Linked DNA regions of Mus musculus: all the other regions are linked to region 3. A link is a contact called in public HiChIP or PLAC-seq and Micro-C data. All regions are on one chromosome and are shown on one strand. Each heading gives the region's core, a stretch centred on a gene start, on an enhancer-like site or on the middle of the called end of the contact. The rest is flanking DNA. Distances are from core to core; before and after follow the strand shown.

Region 1 (4,450 bases), core at 467-2,966, 460 kb before region 3:
AAAGCCATCCAAAAAGTCCAGAAAATAAGGGCAGAATTTAAAAAAAAAAAAAGTCAATGACCTTATTCCAAGAACCTTTCTTTCTTTTAAAACTAGCAACCTGGTGATTACAGAAACACCTGTGCCTACATTTTTGCAGGGAAAGTAAAAGACCAACCAGGTGGTGGGGAGTATCCACAGTGGTCTCAGAGGAGCTTCAATGTGTTCATTTGTTTCCTCAGGAACTATTCTTTACTAACTTTGGAGGCATAGAAAAGTGTATCTAATTAGGCAGTCACTATAAATCCAACCCTTTCACATACACCAAATGAAAACATTTCAAGTCCTAGAGAAATAATATGTGCAGAATTAACCTTTAATCCCCCCCCCCCCTCCAAGAGCCAAAGGGACAGTAAGTTTGCTGTGAACTTGAGTCTCCTAGAAATGTTAGAAAGGCCATGAAGTCGCATCAACTTGGGGACAAGACCTACATGAGGATGAAAGCAATAGACACACTAACATGGATAAGGAAATCTCGGGGGAGGGGGTCTCAACCCTTGACAAAGAACTACAAACGAGTAAGGAAAGCTGGGAATGGGGGCATAGTCTTCCCCAGAGTACAGTCCCCAGTTGGTTATCCACCATATAGAGACAAGTAGCATTATATGTCCTGAGAAAAAGAGGCCATGAATTTGAAAGGGGGTAGGGGATATGGTTACACCGAAGGGGTTAGGCGTAGAAAAGGGAAGGGAGGAAATGATGTTAATTACAATTTTAAAAAGATATATTTTTTTAAGTGCTTTCCCGTGCTGGGAATTAAACCTAACTTCCTGCATACCAGGAAAGTACTCTTAACACTTAGCCCCCTTCTCAGGGGTATCTGTCAAATTATAGAAGACAGAAACGCTACTAACAGATGAACCCAGAAAGAATGCACAAGGACCTGAGTATCACCTGTGGCTTGGGGGATATGCAGGACCTGCAAAAACCAGACCGGTCTGCGCGGATTTAAACTAATTTAGGAGCCTGCTGTACCATTTGGAGTAGAAACCCCGAATCCTTTGAGCGTCTCACCCTCTTCCTTCAAACTACCCAGCAGTCCCAGAAACAACGCCGCCGACACAACCACTGGTTCCTAGGGTGCCAGAAAGAACTTCCCGGGTGCTCAGCGCAGGTGAGGCTGCCTTTCGCTAAGGAGGGACCCGTCTGGAGCTGCAGCTGGAGCTGCAGCTGGGCTGCAGAAGGCCGCCTGCCTGCCACCACCATCAATCGAACCCCTCGGGCCCAGCCCGGGACAACCGGGGTGCCAACTACTGCCGCAGCTGCGGAGCGCTTCACCCGGCCTGACCCGGATTCTGCTCTGCTCCGCGCAGCGCGCGCACACTGGCCACCGCGCCCGCCCGCCCGAACCTCCGCGTCTCCCGGGACCCCGCAGCGAGCCCGGTGCGCGCGCCCGGAGCCGCGGCACGTGTGCGGCAGGGCGGGGACTGTCAGCCGCGTTCCCCAGCCGGGCCGGTCGCCCACTCGCTCGCTCCCGCCCGCTCCCGCAGCCTCACCGCCGCGCCTGGCTGTGTCCGGCTCGCCCTCTGCCGCCCGCGCGCTCCGCTGGCGGCCGCGGGCCCCCGGGCAATTTTTAAGGTCGCCCTGTGGGTCCGGCCCTCGGGCCCTCCCTCCTGAGACCCCCTCCACCAGCCCTCCCTCCGGAGGCCACGCCCTCCTGAGGGCCCGCCCTCTCGAAGTCCCGCCCTACCGGCCCTCCCCCACGCGAGGCCCCCTCCGCCCCTCCCTCCCGAAGGCTGGCCAAGGAAACGGAAATCTGCTCTCCTCGCTGACTGCCGAGCTGGCAGCCTCCGGGAGGACTCACCTTGAGGTCTCCCAGCGTTATCCAGCCCCAGGAGGCTGTGGCTTTAACAGTAAATGGAAAGTACTAGAATGGTAGTGGTGAACTATAAGTTCCCTTATGGGCAGCTTTTTAAATCATCTGTTTATTTGTCTACAGACAGGGTCTCGCATAGCCCAGGCTTAACTTGCTATATGGCTGAGGGTGGTCAGGAACTTCCTGATCTTCCTACCTCCCCCTTCCAAGAGAAGGAATTTCAGGTTTGTTCCACCAGGCTTGGATTTGTGAGGTGGCTGGGATGAAACGTGGGGCTTCCTGCATGCTAGGCAAGCGCTCTGCCAACAGAGCTACATCCCTAGGTTTTAGTTGCTTGTCTGATTGTCTATTTTGTGTCGCTTTAGGTTTCATTCTTTCTCCCCTAAGGAAATCCATTCCCAGGAACATTATGGAAAAGACAACAATATAAGCTGCCGCTGCAGGTTTTATAGTTCCCAGCGATATATTCCTGAGGCTTTAATTAGAAGCTCAAAGTGACGCTGGAGTGAGGGCGCAGAGGTAAAGAACCTTTGATACTTATCAACTTGACTCAGCCTAGAATCAGTAGAGGGATTGCCTAAATCCAGTCAGTCTGAGGATGGAAAGGTCCGTAGCAGCAATGTCTTGATCAGTAATTGATGCTGGAGAGCCCAGCCCACTATGGGTGGTGTCATTCCTCTGGCAGGAAGTCCTGGATTGGAGGGGGGAAAAAAGCATCGTCCAGAGATCAACCAAGAAAGTGAGTCGGTAATCTGTATTCCTACATGGCTTCTGCCTTGACTTCCTGCCTTCCGTCAATCTGGAAGAGAATGCCAAATAAACCTTTTCCAAGCTGCAGTTTAGGCAACAGTGTTTCATTGCTGCAACAGAACGAAACTAAAATTCAGTTCTTAGCCCACATCTGGTAGCGCCCAAGTCCAGCGCTGGTGTGTATCCAGCTCCCCCGTCTGGCTTCTGTAAGCATCTGCAGGTTCCTTCAGGGGTACACACACACACACACACACACACACACACACACTACACATAAATAAAATAAATCTTTAAAAAAGAATCATAAAATCAAAAGGAGCAGGGAATACTTAAGAAAACTGTGGTTCACAGGAGTGATAAAACTATCTTTAACTCTAGCCCTATTCAATTGGAAGAGTCTCAGGGTCATGTGACCCCTACACCACCAGCTTCCCACTCCGCTTCAGCCTCCCTATGAGCCTTTTCACGTTTTTAAAGATTCCTTTAATTCTGAAATTGATGTGTATGTATGAAAACATGCATGCTGGCACCTGTGGAGGCTGCAAGGCAAAGTTGTCCCTTGAACAACAAGAGGTACCAGTGGTGAGCCGTCTTCCTTGTGTGCTTCCTTTATAGTGATGTGTTTGTGTGTCAAGTTGAGGGGGGAGTGTCAATTGTACTGGCTGGTTTTGTGTGTCAACTTGATCCAGGCTGGTGTTACCACAGAGAAAGGAGTTTAGTTGGGGAAGTGCCTCCATGAGATCCAGCTGCAAGGCATTTTCTCAATTAGTGATCAAGGTGAGAGGGCCCCTTGTGGGTGTCCCTGGGCTGGTAGTCCTGGGTTCTATAAGAAAGCAGGCTGAGCAAGCCAGGGGAAGCAAGCCAGTAAGTAACATCCCTCCATGGCCTCTGCATCAGCTCCTGCTTCCTGACCTGCTTGAGTTCCAGTCCTGACTTCCTTTGGTGATGAACAGCAATGTGGAAATGTAAGCTAAATAAACCCTTTCCTCCCCAACTTGCTTCTTGGTCATGATGTTTGTGCAGGAATAGAAACTCTAAGACAAGTGAGTGCTCTTAACTGCTGACCTACCTCTCTGTCCTCTTGAAAACAGCATGTCACAGGCAAAGAACACTGCTCTCATTGGACAACAAAGTGTGTCTCAGGGCTGACTTCCAAATGAACAAACAGTCACACACAGGACTCTCTGCTCAAGGTAATGGTGACTACCCTTGGGATTATGCAAGATATCAGTGTGGCTGGCCAGTAAGGCAGCAGGTTTGACGCAGGTGAGAGGACAGACTGACTGACTACAGGAATCAAACCTTTGTCGGTGTACCAGAATTTCACAATGTGCAGGTTAATGACATCATGGGGCAGGGGGTGGGGGGCAGATAACGCAGTGTGAAACTGGAGTTGCAAGCAAATCACAAACACAGAACATCTTGGATTCAAATGTGCACTTGGTGATCGAGGAGAAAGAAATTAATGCTCTAATTACACATCCTCATACCCACTAAGTATTCTTGACTACTGATAGAACTTCTGTTGCAAACTCCCTTGGGTCTTGTTTGGAGTCAGTACAACCAATCTTTGACACTGAGAAAAACAAACATAGATTTGGATTTCTGTAAAACTATGTGAAAGAAAAGGAGAATGTTGCATCGGTGAAATAGTTGTTAGGACAATGTTTGAAAGGGGACAATTTCTTTTATGTGTTTTTTTCCTTTGGGAATTTTTATGGCATTTGTGGAAATGAGGGAAGGAAAGTCAAATCCCATGTGTATTTTATGAGTCTTAAATGTATATTTTTAAAGGATAAAATATAATGGCAAAATAATTATGGATGAATCGATTACAGTAGGAAA
Region 2 (4,596 bases), core at 696-3,195, 380 kb after region 3:
TTAAATTATTGTTACCTATATATACAAATAAATGCATAGATAGAACCTGCTGGATTCATGCGGTGTTGCTCGTCTGTCTGTTTTCAGGGATGGCCATTTGGCACTGGATAACCATTTAGGGACCTCATCCCGAGGAAGACTAATAATCTTCCTCTCTCAGCTGTCGTTATTCGTCTGCAGCTCACTTAGGGGTGGGGCCTTGTGAGGTTCCCCATCCGTGTTGGAATGCCATTGTCATTCATTGTTTGGGTCCTGTCTAAGCAGCAATATTCCTGAGCTCTCATGGGCACAGCCTCCCTGACATATAGAGAGGATAACCCTGCAGCAGATGTCCTGGTCCTCTGTCTCTTCCTGCTCTCTCTTCTTTGGCGTTCCCTGAGCCTTGGTTGTAGGGGCTATGTTGTAGAGGTATCCACTGGAGGTGGGTACCCATGGTCAACTGTCCTCTAAAGAACACTCAATAGTATACGCCATGAATGTCCCAGAACTTATAGGGCAACACAGTGCATGCTTTTACTGCCAGCACACAGAGGGCAGAGGCAGGTGAACTCTGAGAGTTCAAGACCGGCCAGTGATGCATAGTGAGGCCCTATCTCAAAAACAAACTTAAAACAAACAAACAAAAAGCAAAAACAAAACCTAAAAAACCCCAAGCATGTTCAGAATTCCTAAACTACCCGAGGTTCATGAGAAGATATTATTGAAGGAGGAGGAGGAGGAGGAGGAGGAGGAAAAGAAGGAGGAGGGGAAGAAGAAGAAGAAGAAGAAGAAGAAGGAGAAGGAGAAGGAGAAGGAGAAAGAAGGAGAAGGAGAAGAAGAAGAAGAAGACGACGACGACAACAACAACTATGCAAGAAATAATCACTGCTATTATGACCAAAAGGGATGGCAATTTCTTGTTAGAGCAGATATCTTCCAATGGGGGAGGAAACAGAGGAAGAGACTACTATAGAGAAATGGCATGCTTCTCTACAGATCACACACATCTTTACGTCCTCAAAATAGCACAGCAGAGCATTGCTTTGTGAAACATTCTACTACATGTGTCCAAAGCCTACTTTTACTAGCCATCCTTGAAGACTGACAAGATGAGACTCCTAAAGAAGGCCCTGCTTTCTGGCTTCCTATTTTTATGCAGATGTTACAAACACTGCTCTTTGGAAACAAATCTTCTGTTTCCTTATTTTCTGAGCCGTGGTACTGCACACCTGGAGTAAGTTAAGAGCTAAGAACACGGGACATATTTGGGGTGCTTACCTGCTCCAGCTTTTCAATGAGCTCTGCAGGAGTTAGGACCATCTCCTCACTACCCCCATCAGAGTCCTGTCCGTGGAGATCCAGAACCTCCGTCATCGTTTCTCAACCGGGAACCTACACCTGAAAAATAAACCAACACCCTGAAAAGCTTCTCCCACTTACTTGCAAGAAAAGGCATTTAGGGACAAGTTTATTGGGGCTGAAGGGGGTGCACTGGCCAGGGATGGCGAAATCAGAGACTGATTTTTCAGTGTTGGGTTTAGTCCCTTGGTCGGTTTCTCTCCTAATCTTTCCCGCTGCATGGGCCTGGACCTGGGCAGATACCACACTAAACCGCAATGCTCCTTGTCGTCGCCAGGAGCAGCGTTTTGCCTCAGTGGCCCAGGAGCCCATTCGGTTCAAATGAGAAAAGTGCATCGTGTCAAGTGCTCGGCACATCGCGTCCTCAGCTGCAACTGACCCGGGGTCGCTTGGACACTCCAGCGCTCACCTCGCAGTTGGCACTCAAAGCGGCTACACGGCTCAGGGATCCCTCTTCCCTTCTCTCCTAGCCGGCACGCTCGGGGGACACCACGGACTGAGGCTCCCCGAGCGGTGGGCGCCGGAGATCGCGCGGAAAGCCCGCGGCCCACAGACCCGACCAGCAGCGGTACAGCTCCCGCGCTCCTTTCCCCAAACACAGCGTCGACAGGAAAACGTCTCCGCGCTGCGGGAGCACTAACCAATCAGGCCCAGGGGAAAGCGGACACACGCCCCTTGGCCCCGCCTACCCCGGGGCGGGCTCTTGCCGAGCTATAGAACATACTTCCGGAAGGCGGGGAAGGAGGCCGGGAGTGAAGTGCCGGGTGGCACCGTCTCGGGACGGCCACGTGGGGGCGTTCGGCTCACAGTAAGGAAACCAGGCAGCGCCGTCTTGTGGCGAATCGGTACAGGGCCCAGTTCCTTCCTTCCTTTAACATTTACTGTGTGTGGGTTGGTTCCATTGCCAAACCTGTTCACAGATTCATATATGTGTGTTGAAACTACATTTAAGAGACTCACTCCATTGTCCTTCCTTTACATTTTTTTTTTGCGCAGAGTTGTTCTCTAATGTTATTTGAGTTGTTCTTTTTGGTGATGAAAGAATGCCTACTGACTTTCTAGGATTCTACCTTTTTAGTGAGTGTGAATGCAATATACGCATGTGGTACATGCTCAGGTCACGATCGCATAGCAAGTGCTGTTACCCACTGAGCCCCCTTAAGATTATTTTTATAGATATATTTCCTTATTTTCATGTATGTTAGTATGTGTGCTTGCACATGAGTGTGGTGCCAGCTGAGGACAGAAGAATGCACTGGATCCTGATGGAGCTCATAACATGTGGTTATGAGCTGTTCCACATGGGTACCGACAACCAAACTCCAGTCCTCTGGTTTAGAGCAAGTGCTCTAAACCAATGAGCTATCTATCTCTCCAGCCCCTAGCCCCTTATATTTTTTAAGTGCCAAACTTCCTAATTAGCTTCAGAGATGGAATCAGATTGCAAATTTTTATAGTTTTATATACCTATAAATTATGCATCCTGACATATTACTACTTGAAAGAGTAAGAAATAACAGAGGATTGAGCCGGGTGTGGTGGCACAGGCCTCTAAGCCCAGCACTTGGGAGGCAGAGGCAGGTGGATTTCTGAGTTTGAGGCCAGCCTGGTCTACAGAGTGAGTTCCAGGACAGCCAAGGCTACACAGAGAAACCCTATCTCGAAAAACAAAAACAAAACCACAACAACAACAAAAAGAAATAACAGGACTAATAGAAAGTTATGGAAATTTGAATTTGTGGTAGCCTAAAGATTCTTGGTATTATACCTATTTTTTAAATTAAAATGATTTGTATAGATGGGAGCGGGGGAATGTGGTGCAGTGGTACAGTACAATCTTAGCATTTAACCTGGGTCCAGTCCCCAGCAACTAAGTAAAACAAAATCTCTTTCTACAGTTTATCACTGACGTACAAAAAATTTTCATTATTTATTTTTATTTGATACAGGGCCTCATCATGTAACTCTGACGAACCTGGAACTTGTTATGTAGAGCAGATTAGCCTCAAACTCATAAAGATCCACCCACCTCTGCCTCCTGGTGGCGTAAACATTTTAATATTCATCTGCTAACAGGATGCTTATATTTTGTTCCACATATCATTAGATTGATATTTTATTATCAAATAAGCATGGAACAGATAAAATAAATTACATCTGTAGAGTAGCCCAGAGTGATAAGAAATTAGCTTAGTGAGGTTGGTTATGAAGTTGTATTTTCTGAGACAAGAACCAGAAACCAGAAGCCTTGGCTGTTTGGTGTATTACAGCAGATTCTGTAGGCAGCTGTCATTCTAGAAACTGCTCCATCACAAGCTTCCGGCGTGACCTACAGAGAGTCCTGTGACTGCTTGAACTCACCCTGGGTGTTTGTCTATGAGAGGGGCTTGTCTTTGACTTTTACAGAAAGCGAGTAATACAGCTTTACCCTCAACACTGGGCCCTTCTTTACTTTCACTCACTTGTAAGTCAGGAAAGTTACTTTCCACACCTCTCCTTTCCTTTCTTTCCCTCTCCTTCTTTGTCTTTAACATTTCTAGGGGCGACAATCACTGCGGACAAGGCAATTTACAGACACATGCAAGGTGGTTTGCTCTACAGCCTGCCTCCACAACCCCTGCTAATCTAACTATGTTGTCCTGGATGGCCTTGAACTCACAGAGATCCGCTGCTTCTACTGGAATTAGCCACCATACCCAACATACAAGTTGTTTCGTGGGAGCATTACCTAGACATTTTCAAACGTATAGAAAATAAAAAAAGCCACATATTACAAGTACAGGGAGCAGAGCGTAGCCCAGTACAGAGAGCCTGTCTGATACATCCAAGGCTCAGGTGTGATGCCTTGCACTAGTGGTGGCTTTCAGATACACTCCTTGAAACATCCATGCAAACAGGAACTGGAGTATGAGACTGGGTGAGCTGTACATGCTAATCTTTAACTGGAAAGCGGTTGCACGTTTGCAGTCTGAGTAAGTTCCTGGGCATTTGGTAGATGTCAGATTAGTAGTTACCGAGACATTTTGCATATGAATTTGGCTCATGTCTTTTTTTTTGTTGTTGTTTTTTTGTTTTTTTGGAGACAGGGTTTCTCTGTATAGCCCTGGCTGTCCTGGAGCTCACTTTGTAGCTTGAACTCAGAAATCCGCCTGCCTCTGCCTCCTGAGTGCTGGGATTAAAGGCGTGCCTATGAACTAGTCTGAAATGAGGTCAGAGAACACATGTGTGATCAAGAACCATATGCTAGCAGTCAGTGCG
Region 3 (4,148 bases), core at 99-2,598:
ACTGTCGAAGAACATTAACCTGGGAATATACTAAAAGCATTACGACTACACCTGAACTGTAAAGTGAATAAAGCACAAAACCAACAAAGTAATATCAAAGTTATGGCAGCGACTAGCAGGTGTTTTTTTCCTTTTTGGTAAAGCTATGATAAAATGAGGTGGCGGGGGGTTAACAGTCTAGGAAGGGGACATAAACCAAGTGCAAGGGTAGCAGCAATACAAGTCTCAAGCTGTTGAGCTTTAACGTCTTTCCAGGGAAGGGGTATGTGTGTGTGGGACTCAATCTCAAGAGTTTCTAGTGGACCAAAGACAAAGAAACAGGTAGCCAGTAGCGGAGAGGCTTGCCCTAGCCAAGAGTCTCTGCGGTTCAGCCATCAAACTGCACAGGGTAGGAAAAGAAGAGAAAGACCCAGGTTCCACAAGCAACCGTGCCATAATAGCTGTGTGACCTTGTCCAAGTCCTAGAAACCGAGCTCGGTGGGTGGTGTTTCTTATAAACATGTTTCCAAGGTTTAGTGACTTGCGGGCAGGGGGGTCAGTCAAGTGCCCTAGGTGGGCATCTTGTTGGCTGACAAGGAGTGTCCAACTTCGTGCCCTCTCCCCTTTCTAGCCAGACTATTCTTTGAACCACGGGGGGATGAGCAGCTGGAGTGCAGAGTGAGCAGAAAGGCGAAGGCAAAAGAAGGAACTCCTGCCACCCGCGTTCCCCCGCCCAGCCACGGAGCTCCCGAAGCCACTGTGTGTGTGTGTGTGTGTGTGTGTCCCCGACCCTGCAAGGCAGCCGCGGGTGCACGCCCCCGGGCGCTAACAAGGGCCTGGGAACCCGGGCGGACGCCGCGCGCCGGGAGCTCCGAGCTTCCTAGCTCCGAGGTTTCGGCGTCGCGCCGAAGCCGCCCCACCCAAGCGCCCGCCCGCCCGCCCGCCCGCCCGCCCGCCCGCTCCAAGTTTCCCGGGCTGTATAATCCGGGTGCACCTTCCGCCTGTGGCCTCGCCATTCTGCCCGATCGCTGCGCGTGAGAAAGGAGGAGGGGACGCCCCCAGCTGTTGGCCTCCAGCCCGGCCAACTCCCGCTTCCACCCGGGCTTCGGCCTTTTGTACCCGCCCCACGTGACCCGCCCAGCGGCTCCCTCCACCCCGCCCCCCGTGGCCCCGCCCTCCGGCCCTTCCCGGCGACGAGCCGGCTCTTCCAGCTACCGGCCGCCCCCCTCCCGCGCTCCTCCGCTCCCTCCCTCCCGCCCGCCCGCGCAGGCTGTTCCCGCTCCCTCCCCAGGCAGCCGTTCCCTCGCGACGCTCCCCTCCCCCCGCGGCTGTTCCGCCGCTTGGCCTCCCCTCCCCCCAGTCGGAGCTCACTGTCTCCAAGATGGCGGCCGTGTCAGTTTGGGGCATCTCCGCGGTCCGGCCCGGGCCCCCGGGATCCCGGCTGTCTTCCCCCCAGGTAAGGAGCCGAGGGGCCGCCCCCGGTCGCTCCCAGCTGCCGAGCCCGAGGCTAGGCCGCCCCGGAGTCTGCTTCGGCGCCTCGCGGGGACGGCGGGCCGCTTGCAGGCCCCGCCGCGGCCTGCGCCGCCTCCCCGCTGCTCTGCGCCAGGCCTCGGGCTGGGCGCCGCGGCCGCCCCCTCGCGTCCGACTCCGCGGCCCGGCCCGCGCCCGCCCTCCGGGCTCGCGCCGACGGGCCCGCCGCCGCCGCCGCCCTAGCTCCGCCGGCGGCCCACTCCGGGAGCCGGGGCTCCCTGGCGCCGAGCAGCCAGGCCGCGGAGCCTGGGGCTGCTGTGCGGGCTCGCCCGCTCTCCCTCGGGGGCGCGCCCGCCGTCCGTCCGCCCGCCCGCCCGCCGCTCCCGCCGCTCCCGGCGCCGGGCGGGCGCGCACTCCGGGCTGTGCGGAGTGCGCGGAGATCCGAGCGGGGTTGAGCGGTGCAGGGTGACAGCCTGGTGGGTGCAGTGGTCTGGAGCAGGCAGCACGTGTGGTGTTGTGTCTGTCGGACTGTCAGCCCCTAGCCGGGACGGGTGGCGGCGGGCTTGCCTGTCAAGAGCTCCGCGACTTTGGGCCGGACCTGCCCTACCTGTCAGGCTCCGTCACAGCCGGTGTCCCCCTTGCTGCTCTTCTGAGCCGACCCCTTGGAGCGAAGAGCTCGGAGGAGCTGGGGCTAGAGCTTACTATGCTCCTAACTCCACGTGATTTCATTGTTAACTTACTCTCCGGGCTGTGTTTCCATAGAATGGGACCGGCGAAGCGGTCCGCTGGCAAACTGCGGGGCTCTGCCGCTTCAAGTTTTTTTTAAAGTTCCTTGGGCTTTAAATCGAGGGCGCGCGCAGATGTGTTTTGGGTTGGGAGAGAGAGCGGGAAGGGCTTTGCGAGCCCGGCTGGTCTTTCTTTCTAGCTCGCGAGTGTACTTTCTGAGAGTTAGGGTTCAGATCTTCAGAGCGTTGGTTTGTGCAGACTCGCAGATTGGGGAAACTTCCGGCCGGAAAGACAATGTGTGACTGTCATTCATTCTTTTTCACCTGAAAACTCAGCCACATAGGGTGTTCCCACCTTCTTAGGTCTTAGTCCTGGTTACTTTAAAGTTAGTGTCTATATCAGAAACATCCCTTGGGTAATAATTCTGATGTTTGTCCTCGTAAAACCTCCACTAATATGAAGCACCCCTCCTGGGGAGGGGGGTACTTCTTTTAGTTAGCTAATTTTGAAATACATTTTGGCCCCGGGTGCTAATGCTTTTTTTCTTACTAGTACTATTTCATTCCTCATGTATTAGTCTCCCGTTTGCCTGCACACTGTTGGGAATAGTTGCTGAAGGGGTGCCCCCGCCCCTTTTTTGCTGTGTTTATATTGTACACGTGCTCCAAAACATGAGAAGTTCAAAGTTACACTTAGTTTTGGAGGAACAAGTTCAGAGGTAGTAGTATATTTGTTTTTGTTTTATTGACTAATGTACATTCTGAGATAGCAATCTCAAATTTACATTTTTATCAGATCATAGGCAGTTACTTGTTTTCTGTATTGTACGATTTTACATGTATCTGCATTTGATCCAAATGATTCTAGGCCTTTCTTATTTCTAGTTTATCTGTAGATTATGTTTGACAGTTGTCATTTCCTTCAGTGTATGGGTATTGGTGAAAGTTTGAATGAAATTCCTTACACACTTTGACACTAAGCTGTTTTCGTTTGCATTACTCTCCGTATTGTGGTGTGTGAAGCAGGTTTATTTTCTTTCGTGTAGGAACTGATCAGATTGCTGTTAGTGGTTTCTGCAGAGCTTACTGTCTGTTTCCTATCCACTGGAATTTTGAAAGCTGATCCACTTTTGCTTTTGTTGCAGGATTCTTCCTACTAATCCAGATACTTGTTGAAGTGCTGAATAGTTTCTTGGGGACAATGTGGAGGACGAGTTGACCCCCTAGACTGGTGAGCACAGATTGCGGAGGACTAACTAGCACTCCTCCGGTTAGTTACGGCTGAGGTCGTTTGTAGACATCTTTAGTTCCTCATTTTACTTTAACTACTCAGCTTCTTCTCCTTCTGTTTTTATTCCCGTGGTTTCCAGTTGACTGTATTGATAGTGCTGTATTTAAGCTCTTGAGAGTGTTGTTAAACACACTGCTTTAAGACGCGACTAGGAGGTTTCATTTGATAACTTATTCACAGAGCAGGCCTTGATAGAAAACTGACATTATTTTAATTTCTTCTCAGGCTTAAGATACTCACTTTCTGCTTGAAGCCGGGAATGAGATGTGTGGAACCCAGGAGTGTGTGTGGAGTAGACACCAATGCGTTGTGATAGTGAGGATTTTGAAGATACGACAGAAAAACCAGGCGTTTTGATTTCTGAGGTAAAAGTAGGCTGTAAATCTATTTTGTGAAAGGAGGGAAGACTCAGGCCAGAAATCTTGTATGCTATGGTTAACTGGTTCCCATCCTCCGAGAATCCTGTTTTCCATGGTGTAAGACTTACTCAGCATCAGGATAAGGGATAACGACTCTATGGATATACAGAATCCTTCACCATGGTAAAACTCGCTAACCCGCTGTACACGGAGTGGATTTTGGAGGCCATCAAAAAAGTCAAGAAGCAGAAACAGCGACCTTCAGAGGAAAGGATCTGCAATGCCGTGTCCTCATCCCATGGGCTGGACCGCAGGACTGTGCTA

Evidence for each region. Hi-C and Micro-C count contacts between places; a contact is called where the count stands out from the background. HiChIP or PLAC-seq counts read pairs in DNA pulled down with a chosen protein or histone mark.
Region 1: a contact with region 3 is called in a Micro-C map of embryonic stem cells, with 6 times the contacts expected there. The contact joins the promoter of Slc25a15 here to the promoter of Kat6a in region 3. A contact is called at or near these places in 13 of 39 promoter capture datasets (3T3-L1-derived adipocytes, the C10 cell line, the HPC-7 cell line and 7 more), 5 of 484 Hi-C or Micro-C datasets (CD4 T cells, embryonic stem cells and liver), 2 of 115 datasets of contacts at active chromatin or transcription factors (pancreatic cancer cells and pro-B cells) and 2 of 9 other capture datasets (adipose tissue and liver).
Region 2: a contact with region 3 is called in a FOXA1 HiChIP or PLAC-seq map of pancreatic cancer cells. The contact joins the promoter of Gins4 here to the promoter of Kat6a in region 3. A contact is called at or near these places in 10 of 39 promoter capture datasets (the 3T3-L1 cell line, 3T3-L1-derived adipocytes, erythroid cells and 6 more), 2 of 484 Hi-C or Micro-C datasets (both in embryonic stem cells), 3 of 115 datasets of contacts at active chromatin or transcription factors (fetal liver, microglia and pancreatic cancer cells) and 2 of 9 other capture datasets (adipose tissue and pancreatic islet).

Annotation. Positions count from the first base shown.
Region 1 is chr8:22,396,905-22,401,354 of GRCm38.p6, forward strand. Slc25a15 (solute carrier family 25 (mitochondrial carrier ornithine transporter), member 15) reads right to left here and starts at 1,717. Exons shown (of 7, transcript NM_181325.4): 1 at 1,536-1,717. It overlaps 1810012K16Rik (RIKEN cDNA 1810012K16 gene), which reads left to right and starts at 1,817. Exons shown (of 3, transcript NR_045473.1): 1 at 1,817-2,079; 2 at 2,243-2,374; 3 at 2,541-2,687.
Region 2 is chr8:23,235,723-23,240,318 of GRCm38.p6, forward strand. Gins4 (GINS complex subunit 4 (Sld5 homolog)) reads right to left here and starts at 1,946. Exons shown (of 8, transcript NM_024240.6): 1 at 1,748-1,946; 2 at 1,258-1,377. The coding sequence starts at 1,353. It overlaps Gm39141 (a long non-coding RNA gene), which reads left to right and starts at 2,058. Exons shown (of 3, transcript XR_870246.2): 1 at 2,058-2,146.
Region 3 is chr8:22,858,198-22,862,345 of GRCm38.p6, forward strand. Kat6a (K(lysine) acetyltransferase 6A) reads left to right here and starts at 1,349. Exons shown (of 18, transcript NM_001081149.2): 1 at 1,349-1,435; 2 at 3,320-3,405; 3 at 3,691-4,148. The coding sequence starts at 4,005. It overlaps Gm46036 (a long non-coding RNA gene), which reads right to left and starts at 2,242. Exons shown (of 3, transcript XR_001778526.2): 1 at 2,057-2,242.